Regions from separate parts of the Mus musculus genome. Here all the other regions are linked to region 1. A link is a contact called in public Micro-C and promoter capture Hi-C data. All regions are on one chromosome and are shown on one strand. Each heading gives the region's core, a stretch centred on a gene start, on an enhancer-like site or on the middle of the called end of the contact. The rest is flanking DNA. Distances are from core to core; before and after follow the strand shown. Region 1 holds the start of Sv2c (synaptic vesicle glycoprotein 2c). Region 2 holds the start of Gcnt4 (glucosaminyl (N-acetyl) transferase 4, core 2 (beta-1,6-N-acetylglucosaminyltransferase)). Region 3 has its middle 10 kb from the start of F2rl1.

The links. Promoter capture Hi-C pulls out the DNA fragments that hold promoters and counts their contacts. A called contact is a pair of places that touch in the nucleus more often than the background predicts.
Region 2: a contact with region 1 is called in a Micro-C map of embryonic stem cells, with 2.5 times the contacts expected there. The contact joins the promoter of Gcnt4 here to the promoter of Sv2c in region 1. A contact is called at or near these places in 1 of 39 promoter capture datasets (embryonic stem cells) and 1 of 484 Hi-C or Micro-C datasets (embryonic stem cells).
Region 3: a contact with region 1 is called in a promoter capture Hi-C map of embryonic stem cells, with 3 times the contacts expected there. The contact joins the enhancer-like site here to the promoter of Sv2c in region 1. A contact is called at or near these places in 3 of 39 promoter capture datasets (the 3T3-L1 cell line, embryonic stem cells and neutrophils), 1 of 484 Hi-C or Micro-C datasets (embryonic stem cells) and 2 of 9 other capture datasets (embryonic stem cells and liver).

Annotation. Positions count from the first base shown.
Region 1 is chr13:96,130,654-96,134,129 of GRCm38.p6, reverse strand. It overlaps Sv2c (synaptic vesicle glycoprotein 2c), which reads left to right and starts at 1,553. Exons shown (of 13, transcript NM_029210.1): 1 at 1,553-1,682. It overlaps Gm29543 (predicted gene 29543), which reads right to left and starts at 1,405. Exons shown (of 2, transcript NR_167969.1): 1 at 1,351-1,405; 2 at 1-770.
Region 2 is chr13:96,923,142-96,926,617 of GRCm38.p6, reverse strand. It overlaps Gcnt4 (glucosaminyl (N-acetyl) transferase 4, core 2 (beta-1,6-N-acetylglucosaminyltransferase)), which reads right to left and starts at 1,905. Exons shown (of 3, transcript NM_001166065.2): 1 at 1,670-1,905.
Region 3 is chr13:95,533,823-95,537,298 of GRCm38.p6, reverse strand. No RefSeq gene overlaps it. Among named protein-coding and RNA genes, the nearest start is that of F2rl1, 10 kb to the right of the region's middle. Within about 2 kb of position 1,683, at least 115 of the 459 cell types and tissues checked have an H3K27ac peak or open chromatin away from gene starts, as enhancers often do. A contact at or near this core is called in embryonic stem cells, where this site is marked.

The sequences.
Region 1 (3,476 bases), core at 304-2,803:
CAAAGCATTTAAGCAAAACACACAATCCAGATGGATTTTTCAAAGATCGGTCCAGAAACTGTAGGCTCAACAGGGCCTGGGAATCCTGAGTCTCGGAATGCCAGAGCAGCAAGGAGGGGCAGCCAGAGGTTGGAGGCTGGTTCCATTTTCCTCTCTTCATCTCATCTTGAATTGTGGCACACACGGATTATAGCAAGCTGGAGTTATCTGTCCCAGGCGGTCCACGTGGTCCCCACCAGCTTCTTTAGCGAGAGCCTCCAGACCGCCTGGATCTCTGAAGAGCCCGGCTGCTCTTCTCCAGCAACACAAACATTTACATGCATTGTTTACTTATGTATCGGCACAGCCAAGCATTTAGCCACCTATTCAATCTTTCAGGCTATTTACTCTCGCATGAACTCATCCAGGGAGAGATTGTGTGAGAGATCTACCCACTGCAGCTCCCACCAGCGCCTCGCTTTGTCTCGCTCCTCGGGGTTACCATTACAAGGGTAATGATTGCGCGGCGGGCACCTGCCGGGGGTCGGGGAGCTTCCAAAGTACACGAGTTTCACGAGAGCTCGGAGCTGGTAGGGTCTACTTTATGAGGATGTCTGGCTTCCCACTTTGTCCCTTCCGATGAGCGGATGGGTAACAGGATGACGCTCTGCCCTGCCAAGACGGAGTAGATACTTGGGTGTGGTCTCTCCAGGATGAGTTCCAGTTGGTATAGTCCAGCCCCAGCGCTAAGGTGAGGCTAAGGTTGCCGTTTCTCACCCTCTAAGGCATTCCTGAGAACAAGAGCAATATTCTCACCTCTCTCTCTCTCTCTCTCTCTCTCTCTCTCTCTCTCTCTCTCTCTCTCTCTCCTATTAAAAATGCTAGAAATCCCCCCACCCGGAGTTCCGGCTGCTCCCTGGCCCTCCCTGGTTTAGGGACACATACACACATCCCGCACGTGGAGTTCCTTCCGCTACACCCCAAGTTTTGTCTCGTGTGCTAGCATGGAGATTGGGGGGTAGGCGGGGGTGATCAGCTACTCCTGACTTACGGAAAGCCTAGTCAAAATTAACCAGTTCCAGGCTCAGAAACAGAACAAAAGCCCTCCTTCCCGAGGCACTGGCCTCCAGCAATCAACAATTTCCTTGTGCTTTGATGGACCCGACCCAAGGGGCTGCCAAACGAGCAGCGCACAGTCACACTCGGTGACTAATTCAGCACGGGTGCCTTATCGACGCCCCCCACCCCGCCTCCTCCTCCTGCTACAAACTGAGCTCTGACTTCTCCAAAAGTACCTGCCACTTGGAGCCAACCCCCACCGCACCCCTCCCCACCCCCGACCCGAACCGCAGCAACACCTCCGCATCATACCGGGAGCTCGCCCAGCCTTGCACAGCGCCCTCCTCCCCCGCGCGCCGTAACCCCCTCCCTGCGCATCGCTTGTACTCTAGCCACGCCGCCGCCCGCCACTGCAGCACCGAAGGGAGGAGGCGAAGGAGGAGGACCGCAGCGTGGCCGCCGGGAGCCACTTTCCCGCCCCTCCTCTCGCTGCCGACTAGCTCAAAGGAGTCACCACTGCGCGCGCTGCAGGAGAGAGTGGCAGACCGAGGCGGCCCCGGGCTGCAAGCGGAGGGGTGCTCGCAAGGCGACGGCTGCAGTGCAGAGCGGTGGCTCAGGGCAGGGGGTCCCCGGCGCCTGAAACGGTGAGTAAGGAGTCCCCCGCAACCGTGGCAAGGGCTCGTTCCGTGCTAGGTTTTTCTTCTGTGCCGGGAGACCCAGCGTTGTAACCAGAGAACTTTTTGCAGCCTTCCAGAAGCGCAACTAGCGCAACTTTGCCAGCTCTGGCCCGGGAAAAGCGGCTGCAGGTGAGGCAGGCTGCCCGCTGGGTACCTGTGTTGGGATGGCAAGCAGGAAATCTCACTGAGGCAGTCGAGTGGCCCCGGGTTTACTAGGCAGAGGCAGGTTAAAGGTGCGCTATGTTCGGGATTCAAGGGCAGGTGGGTGGGCAGCTGCAGGCATCTCCCGACTTCTTTGGGGGCGCAGGGGTGGGGGAGTTTCAGGGAGGGCTGGAGAGACTATTCAAAACAGGCAGCCGGGAGCGCCCACTATCAGCGAGCCATCCCCGCAGCCTCTGGCTCAACTTTTTCTGCGGGGAACCCTCTGCAGATGTGCAGAAGTGGTTGGAAAGCACGGGGAGCCGCAGTCGGCTCTGCGGGAGGCTAGCAGAAAACCCGTCAATTTTCAAACTCTTACACACACACACACACACACACACACACACACACACACACACACACACAAGCTGAAAGCAGGAAAGCCTGCTGTGGCCCTTTGTAAGAATCAACACTTCTCCAACACTGCACCTCTATTGAGCAAAACCCTATCGAGCGTCCACTATGCGCCTAGGGGCGCAGCGAAGCGCATCTAAGAGTGAGGATTTCTTAGGAGAGGGACTGTCCCCAATGATGATGATGATGATGATGATGATGATGATGATGATGATGATGATGATGGCAGCAACAATTACTACCGAGGTATCTAATTTAAGGACAAGAGGAAATGGGCGACAGGTCACCATCTTCTCTTGGTGGACTTTTCCTCTCCAACTGGGCTCTAGAATCGAGAATACTTTCTCCCGCGAACTGGAACGCCTCTGGCCAGGAAGGAAAGAAAGATTTTAGAATGCCGGGATGAACTTGGCTGGGGAAGCCAGCACCCCACCTCAGATACAAGGAGCATCTCTGTGGGCGTGCGGGAACCTCAGTCCGCCACGCGCGGGGGCGGAGAGGGAGGAGCTGAGTCACCAGCTCTGGAAGTACCGCCTGGACCATGGGAGCGGGGGGGGGGGGGCGCTCGCGTCACCCTCTACGTGTGGGCGTGATGCAAATACAGCCCCGCAAGGGGAGGGCGCGGTGGAGGGAGGGCTAGGAGACCCAGCCTGTCTGGGAGCGCGCGCGTGTGTGCGTCAAAGGCTCCGGAGTGATGGATGCCCTGTGGCGCGCCCTGTGCAGACGGCAGCGACTGGAGGGACTCGGGTGGGAGGATAGACTGCGGCAGGGGTGGCAGGGGATGCCGGGCAATACAGAGGCTGCAGGCAGGCAAAGAGCTCCGCAGTGTGCCGCAGTGGTAGCACTGGGAAGGCGTCGTCTCAGCAACCAGGATTCCCCCGGGTGCCCAGACATCTTTTAAGTCTCTGAGGGATGCCCAGATGTTCCTTTCTCCCGTCAGACTCCCTTCCTTCCTGCATAGCTGATTGACTAAGAAAACGGGCGGGGAGGGGGGCGCTTTTCAGTTTACTTTTTGTCCTTAGCAGGAGTAAGACAGTTCTTTCAGAGTCCATTCATTTTATGTTAGCAAGCTTCCTAGTGCTCAGGCCAATTTTTCAAGCAAATGCTTTCTTGGTTGAGTTCCTCAGGTTCTCTAAAGCCAATCCTTTCCTAAGGCTTTTGGCAGAGGCCTGGCATCTAAGTGGGATTTGAGAAAGGCTTAGAAAAAAA
Region 2 (3,476 bases), core at 656-3,155, 790 kb before region 1:
GGTGTGAAGATGTTTCAAAGACCCACCCACGCCACGTCACTGGCCCACTTCCCACCATTCCTCAGTAACACCATCTCCATTGTCCTGTCAGGCTCAGTGGGCGGGACCTGGCCCGACTGCTCCTGCTCTCCTCTGCTCTTACCACACTCTTTACTCCCCAAATCCCTCAGTTTAAACCATCCCTACTAAGCCTTAGTCCACTTTCCATTTTCTAGTAAGGGACTTGCACCCCAATAAAAGGTGAGCTTCAGCAAGGGCCCAGCTCACTGTGATCACACAACACCTTGGTTTGGCCAGCTGACTTTTGGACTCCGGGTTGCTCAATTTTATTGTCTCCAGGTGTTGTTCCTGCTGCACAAATCTAAGGAAAATCTCTGCAGCTTACTCAGCGGAACTCACACTGTGTAGTGCTAATGATAAGCCCCAGGGAACCAGGTCATTCACATCACCTGTGTCTCCTCGGTCAGGGTAGAAAAGGCAGTGTCACATACAGCCTCCCCAGCCCCTTCTGCGAGAGGAGTTTATTCCGGAACTGTTTTCATCTGGCCTTATTGCATATGCATATGCAGGGTTTACCAAATGACTCTAAACCTGGCCTCTCAAAGGCAAGAGTATGCACACCTTCCCAAGAGAGCTAGCTCTCTATCCGGTCTTCCCTGTGCCACACACCTCTGTCCATCTCTCTAATACAGTAACACTCAAGCTCAGCATTTCTCAGAGATCTGGATACTTATAAAGTGCAATACAGACAGTTTGCCTCAGTAGCTCACTTAAAGACCTTGCTTATTCCAGGCACTAGTAACGAAAGCTGCCAAGACAGACTATTAGTTGCTAGATTTAGGCTTAATAAATAACAAGGGCATGTTTTATGGGTACAAGATTTTTAAAAGGCGATTTCACTGACTCTCAGTCATACAAGAGACTCAATATTATTCCAGCTCATTTACTCTTCTTGTTTATTGCTCTTAAGTTTTAAAGGTTAAAAAAAAGCTGTGGGGTATGTGCCCCCACACTGGTATCATCCCCTCCACTTGCCCAGCACAGGAACAACCCTCGGGATTTCCAAGCCCTACCTGGACCTCGACGCTTTCATTCTCACACTGCGCTCACCTTGGAGGCACACCCACGTACAAGGGGTTTCTTAAGTCTCTTCCCTTGGGCTGGGATTCCCCGGCGGTTCCCAGCCTTCAGGGGAGACGCCGCCGCTTCACAGCGGGGGACAGTTTCTGGCGGGCTCTGCGGCAGGAAAACTTGACCTTAAAACGCAGGAAGCTCGTCCCTGCAGAGGCCACGGGCTGGGACACACTCAACCTGAAGCTTGATTCTCCCAGGACCTCTGTCCCCGCCACTCTCTGGAGAAATCCCGCGTGGAGCCGAAGCCCGGGAGGGCTCCCACGCGGGCCCCGGGAACTTCGCGGGGTACCACTCACGGTTGCGAAGCTGCGGCATCTGCTGGACGCTCACTGCGGTCGCCCCGCCGTCCTCTCCACCTCCGGGGGACCCGTGAGCTCCGCCGCCAAGAAGCCTAGATCCAGTTAGTCCCGGGTCGTGCCGCCCCCGCCGCGGCGTGCAAGTTTCCCCCGAAGGAAAGCGAAAGTAGCGGGCGGGAGAGGGGTCGCACGCGGCCACCCAAAGCCCCTCGCTTGCCTACGTGGCCAAGCCGACCTACCGGGGAGCTGAGACCCCCGGGCGCAAGGTCCCCGCTGCTGCGCCACCCCGGTGCTCCGGGCCACACGCACTGCCCCGAAGTCGCTCTCCCTCGGCAGGGAGTGGGGTAACGCCGAGGCCCCAGGTGACGCGGGAGAAGAGAGGGGCTCGCCACCGTGCTCCCGCAGGGGGTCCCCGCACCGCACTGGGGACCGAAGTTTCCTGGCGCGGCTCTCCGGCCGGGCTACCCGCTTCTCTGCAGCTGTCCCTCCCGCAAGACACAACTAGGCGTGGGCAGAAAGGATTGCTAAGTGATTTGTCCAAAGTCCCGGAGAGGGCGGTGACAAAGCAACTCACGTCTGCTATTCCACTCTGGGCTCCGGGGCGGCAGGACTCGCCCTTGGTCGGATGCAGCGGGCTCTCCAGGGCGAGGCCAGCATCGGCCAGCGCTGCCTAGCCAGGCGTTATCAGCGGAGTGGGAAGGTGGAGTGTTGCAGACTAATTAGGGTACAAAGTTGTGTTTTAATCAGTGCCTACATGCGGAATACGCTTCCTCTTTCCCCTCCGGCGGGGGGTGAGAAAGAGGGTGATGCTGCATCCGGCCGGGTTGGAGTTCTCAGAAAGACTGCTGGAAAAAAGGTACACGCCCATTAAACCAACTGGGCAGCATGACTCCCAGGGTCCTTGTTAAGGGGCCTTGTGTGTTTGCTTACATTGTAAAGCAGGCACTGTAGGTGTGTAAGTGATTCACCCCAAAGGGCCTTCCTAGTGGGGTGTCAGAGGGAGACTTCCTGGAATCTGCCCGCAGAACAAGAGTAGCACTAAGCAAGACAGTCGCAATTGGCTTGTTCTTTACTGTTCCATCTTTAAAATGGACTGAGGCTGCGGCATGCTTGGCGGGCTGGTGAGAAGCTGGGTAGGACTCAGAATCCAGATTCAGTCAATTCCGAAGTGTCGGACTATCTCAGCCGAGAGCTCCAGTTTCCCTACATTGGCTTTAAAAAGTGTGCAAGTCCCAGGATCAGAGGATCAGAGGTAGGCGGATCAGAGGTGAGGACACAACATCTGTCCCCAACACCCGGAGTAACTGAGACCAGCGGGACCCAGGCACCCAGGAACTCCGCCAGACCAGTGGCATGGGTTCCTTCTGGTCTGTCTGGGTTGGCGTCCTTGGGCTCAAACTCTGCAGCCAGCCCCACAGCAGCCAGTGGCAGCTCCACTCTTAGGCACTCTAACTCACCCAGGATCAGAGGATCCCAGGATCCCAGGAGTTTGGTCACACTAGGATCTCAAGGTCCCAAAGGCAGCTTGACTACCAGAGCTCGGACACACCCAGGATCTCGGACACACCCAGGAACTCCGCCAGACCAGTGGCATGGGTTCCTTCTGGTCTGTCTGGGTTGGCGTCCTTGGGCTCAAACTCTGCAGCCAGCCCCACAGCAGCCAGTGGCAGCTCCACTCTTAGGCACTCTAACTCACCCAGGATCAGAGGATCCCAGGATCCCAGGAGTTTGGTCACACTAGGATCTCAAGGTCCCAAAGGCAGCTTGACTACCAGAGCTCGGACACACCCAGGATCTCGGACACACCCAGGATCTCAGGATCGCAAGATCCCAGAATCACAAGATCCCAGAGACAGCTTGACTTGGAGGAATTCTGACACAACCAGGATCACAGGAAGGACAGGCTCCAGTCAGTCAGGGCAGGTAGCACTAGAAATAACCAGATAGTGGGAGGCAAGTGTAAGAACAGCAACAGAAACCAAGGTTACTTGACATCATCAGAACCCAATTCTCCCACCATAGCAAGTCCTGGATACCCCAACACAT
Region 3 (3,476 bases), core at 434-2,933, 600 kb after region 1:
CAAAGCAGACCTGGCCTCCAGGTTTTCCCAGCATCCCCCAGTCCCTACCTGGTATATCCTGCCCTAACCCTGAACTCTCCAGCCCAGAGGCTGGGCTGTCCTTTCCCCAAGACTCTTCCTATATAATCCAGACAATCTGTGCTCTCTCTCTCTCTCCTTCCCCCTCCCTCTCCCTCCCCCTCTCCTCATCTCTCTCTGCTAGGGTGCCTTTTCTCTCTCTTCTCTCTTTCTCCCCCCCCCGCCCCCTCTTTGGCCTTGGTCTTTGGGTTCAGTGAACTCTGAACTCAGCAAACAGCTTCCCAATCAACCTGCATTTAATATATCCTAATCTGGTTTGAACTGGCTCATTACACTGGCAGAGAAATAACCTATCAATTCCCACTTGGATGAAATTTTGTGCCAAACTCTATCCTAGGCACTCTACAAGTATTAGTTCTTGCCATCTGAGCAATAATCTCAGAACTAAGTCCATTGAGAGACTAGGAGTTAGGGTCCTTTGTAGGCAGACAGGCAGGGTGTCGGTATCAGGATCTCCAAAACCCGCAGCATCACATAGGTGGGACCCAAAGACCTATTGCCAAGGCAACAGCCACCATATTCCCAGAATCCACTTGGCTCACCTCCCACCTTTACCTGTGTTAGGTCATCACCCATGTATAAAGAAAGCCCCCCCCCAATCTCTCTCTCTCTCTCTCTTCCCCTCTTCTCTTTCCGCTGCCATCTTGCCTCTTTCTCTCCCAATAAACCTCTTACTCGTGGAACTGCTTTGGCCTGGTGTCCTATGTTTAGACTTGAGCCACTATTCTAACATATCACAGGGAGAGGTGCCTCCATGGGGTAGGTAATAAAGGTTTTGAACTTCCAAGATGGCTGTCTTCTTCCTCACCCTCTGAGCTGAGACAAAAGCCTGGTAGCTTAAAACAAAGGCCTTGTAGGCTTTTGTCTCCCACCATCAGGCTAACCAAATTCAAGGCCAGATCCCAACAAGCTACCAACCGTTGTGGGCCCATCAACCATCCAATCTGTCTTCAAGCTAACCAGATCTGAGTTAGGGGAGGAAAGCTCTTCAGAGTGCTTCCCCCTCCCCCCTCCCCAGGCCTTGAGAAGAAACTGGATATATGGGCTTTCGAAGTCCCCACTCTCCTTCTCTGTGTGCCCGCTGGTGGGCTGCGTTTCCTTGCGGGAATAAGCACCCTTCTTTAGCTGCTGATTTTTTCTGAGGTGTTTAAGATCTCTCGGGCGCTTATGTTTTTTTGTTTTGTTTTGTTCTGTTTTCCCCTGCCTTTTAGATCCTTAATTGGCAGAGAAAACAAACCCTATCAAGACCCTTAGGCTCTGTCGCCTAGGTGACAATCTTTATCTGACTGAAGAAGGAGGAATCTGGGAGGTGCAGATAAGCTAATTGTCCCAAGGACAGAGAACTCAAAAGCCTGGAAGTATCAGTTAAGTGCAAACCATTTTCCTCAATAACTCCTGTTGCTAACTAGTATAGCTCCCCTTTCTTTGTTATTCTGCCGGCATCTCAGCAGCCCTAAAATAAAACTGGTTTTGGGAGACCCGTGACTCATCGAGGGAGGAGGGACTTTAGCACCTGCCCAGCCAGCAGCAGCTTTAAAGATTATTTGGAGAGCCCGCGGGGCATTGAGTAAGCACTTCAATCCTGTAGAGTCCTGACCTCATCCCAAGCTCCCCACGTCGGCTTCCCAGGCTCCTCTTGACTTCACTCACTGTTCTGGCTTCCAGTGCTGACCCTTTGGAGGGTGTATGCTAATTTTCTTAGGCTCTGAAGCTGTGTGCGCCCACCCCTCCCCCAGCTGAACTCAAACTGGCAGGAGATCGCTCCCAGGAAAGATGCAAGAAATAAGTTGAGGTGAAGGAGAGAGGGTGAGAGAGTTTGGAAATGATGCCCCGTGGATGGAATTCTGCTCTTGCCTCTCTGGCACACTCTGGCCTTTTCCATAGGCTTCTCTAAGCGCCCTGAGCTACTCAGGACACCTTCACTATAAGAGCAGATGCCGCCAGCTGCTTTCCACTTGGCTCAACCCATTTATAGTTCAGACCTTGGCTTCCACCGCAAAGCAGGAGGTATCCTGGGAGAACAAAGAGGCTTCTTAAATGATCTTCAAAACTACCTGTCCTAGGGTTAAGACACTAACATTCTTCACACCTGGGGGAGGGGGAGAGTCATGTGCACCTCCCTAAGGCTCTGTTCACTTAGGAGACACCGGGCTGGAACTTAAGTAACTGGACGTTAGTGCTGAGAGTCCCAGATACTTTGCAGCTCTCAGAAGAGCTGGGTAAGACAGGTAGATAGGATCCTAGCCAGTGCATGGCTATTTTTCCAGAACTCAAACCTGAACACAGAACATAGCTATTTACTCTTAGGGGGCTCATACGGGGAAAATAACTGTAATTGTCCACCCAGTGGAAATAAAAATCAATAGCTTTTCTAAATGTGAAAAAAAAAAGGAAGAAAGAAAACAAAGCATGCTATCTTCTGTTAACACAAACATGTTGTGTTGCACACAGGAAATGCGTATTAAGATGTGGCATCTATTTTTAAAACCAGTTCTGAATCCTGGCATTTCTATCAAGAAGCCAATGCACTCTTCATTTTGTAAGAGGTAAGGAGTTAAGGTGACACTTTGTTGCCTTTGCTTATTGTAGTCATTTTTTTTAATTCCAAAATTGTTACATTTTCTGAGTTGGACAAGCCCTCCGGCCCTTTGGGCTTTATAAATATGACAGCTTTTGGAATCAGCCAGAGAGGAAAGGTCCAGGATTGCTAGCGGATCTAAACTCTAAAAAACCAGGCTAGCAGCAAAGCACTTTCACTTCCTGCCTTCCGCAGCCTCTCCCTTTTCCCTTGAATGCACAGCAGGGCTCACTACAAACTCTTCCTTCAAATGTTAATGATCAGTGCACAAAAGCAAAACAGGATCAAACTGGTTTGTGGTACTTGGCAGCAGCTGGGAATTGACCCCTCCCCACTTCTTCCGGGAGTTTCCCAGACTCCCCTTCCTCTGTCTTCCTCCGCCGTCTTCCAGGAGTGCCTCCCCTTCCCCCCCACACCCCCCCAGGTCTCCCTGCAGTCACTCTGCAACCTGGTGCCTTGACTTTCACACAAATCCAGACACTCCTGGGGATATTGCCAGGTCTCTGTAGTCACTGCGGGGATTCCAGTTAAAACCCAGTTGATCCCACCTCTTAGTCCCAGTGGGAATACCTGTGGGTCCTCAGAATTCTCACAACAGATGGGTGGTATAGAGGTGTCAAACTAGTGACAAAATTAGCCTTCATAACCATAAAACTAGTAAGTGATAGAAGAAAGATTTAACCCAGAACTGTGGAACCTTGTGTCCAGGTCCTGACTCCTTTCCACATGGTCCCTTCTGGAGTGTGGAGAAAGGCAGCATTTCTGATTCCAAGAGGCAGGGGAGGTGGGTCGGAAAGAGCCTATCTCAGATCTCACCCTG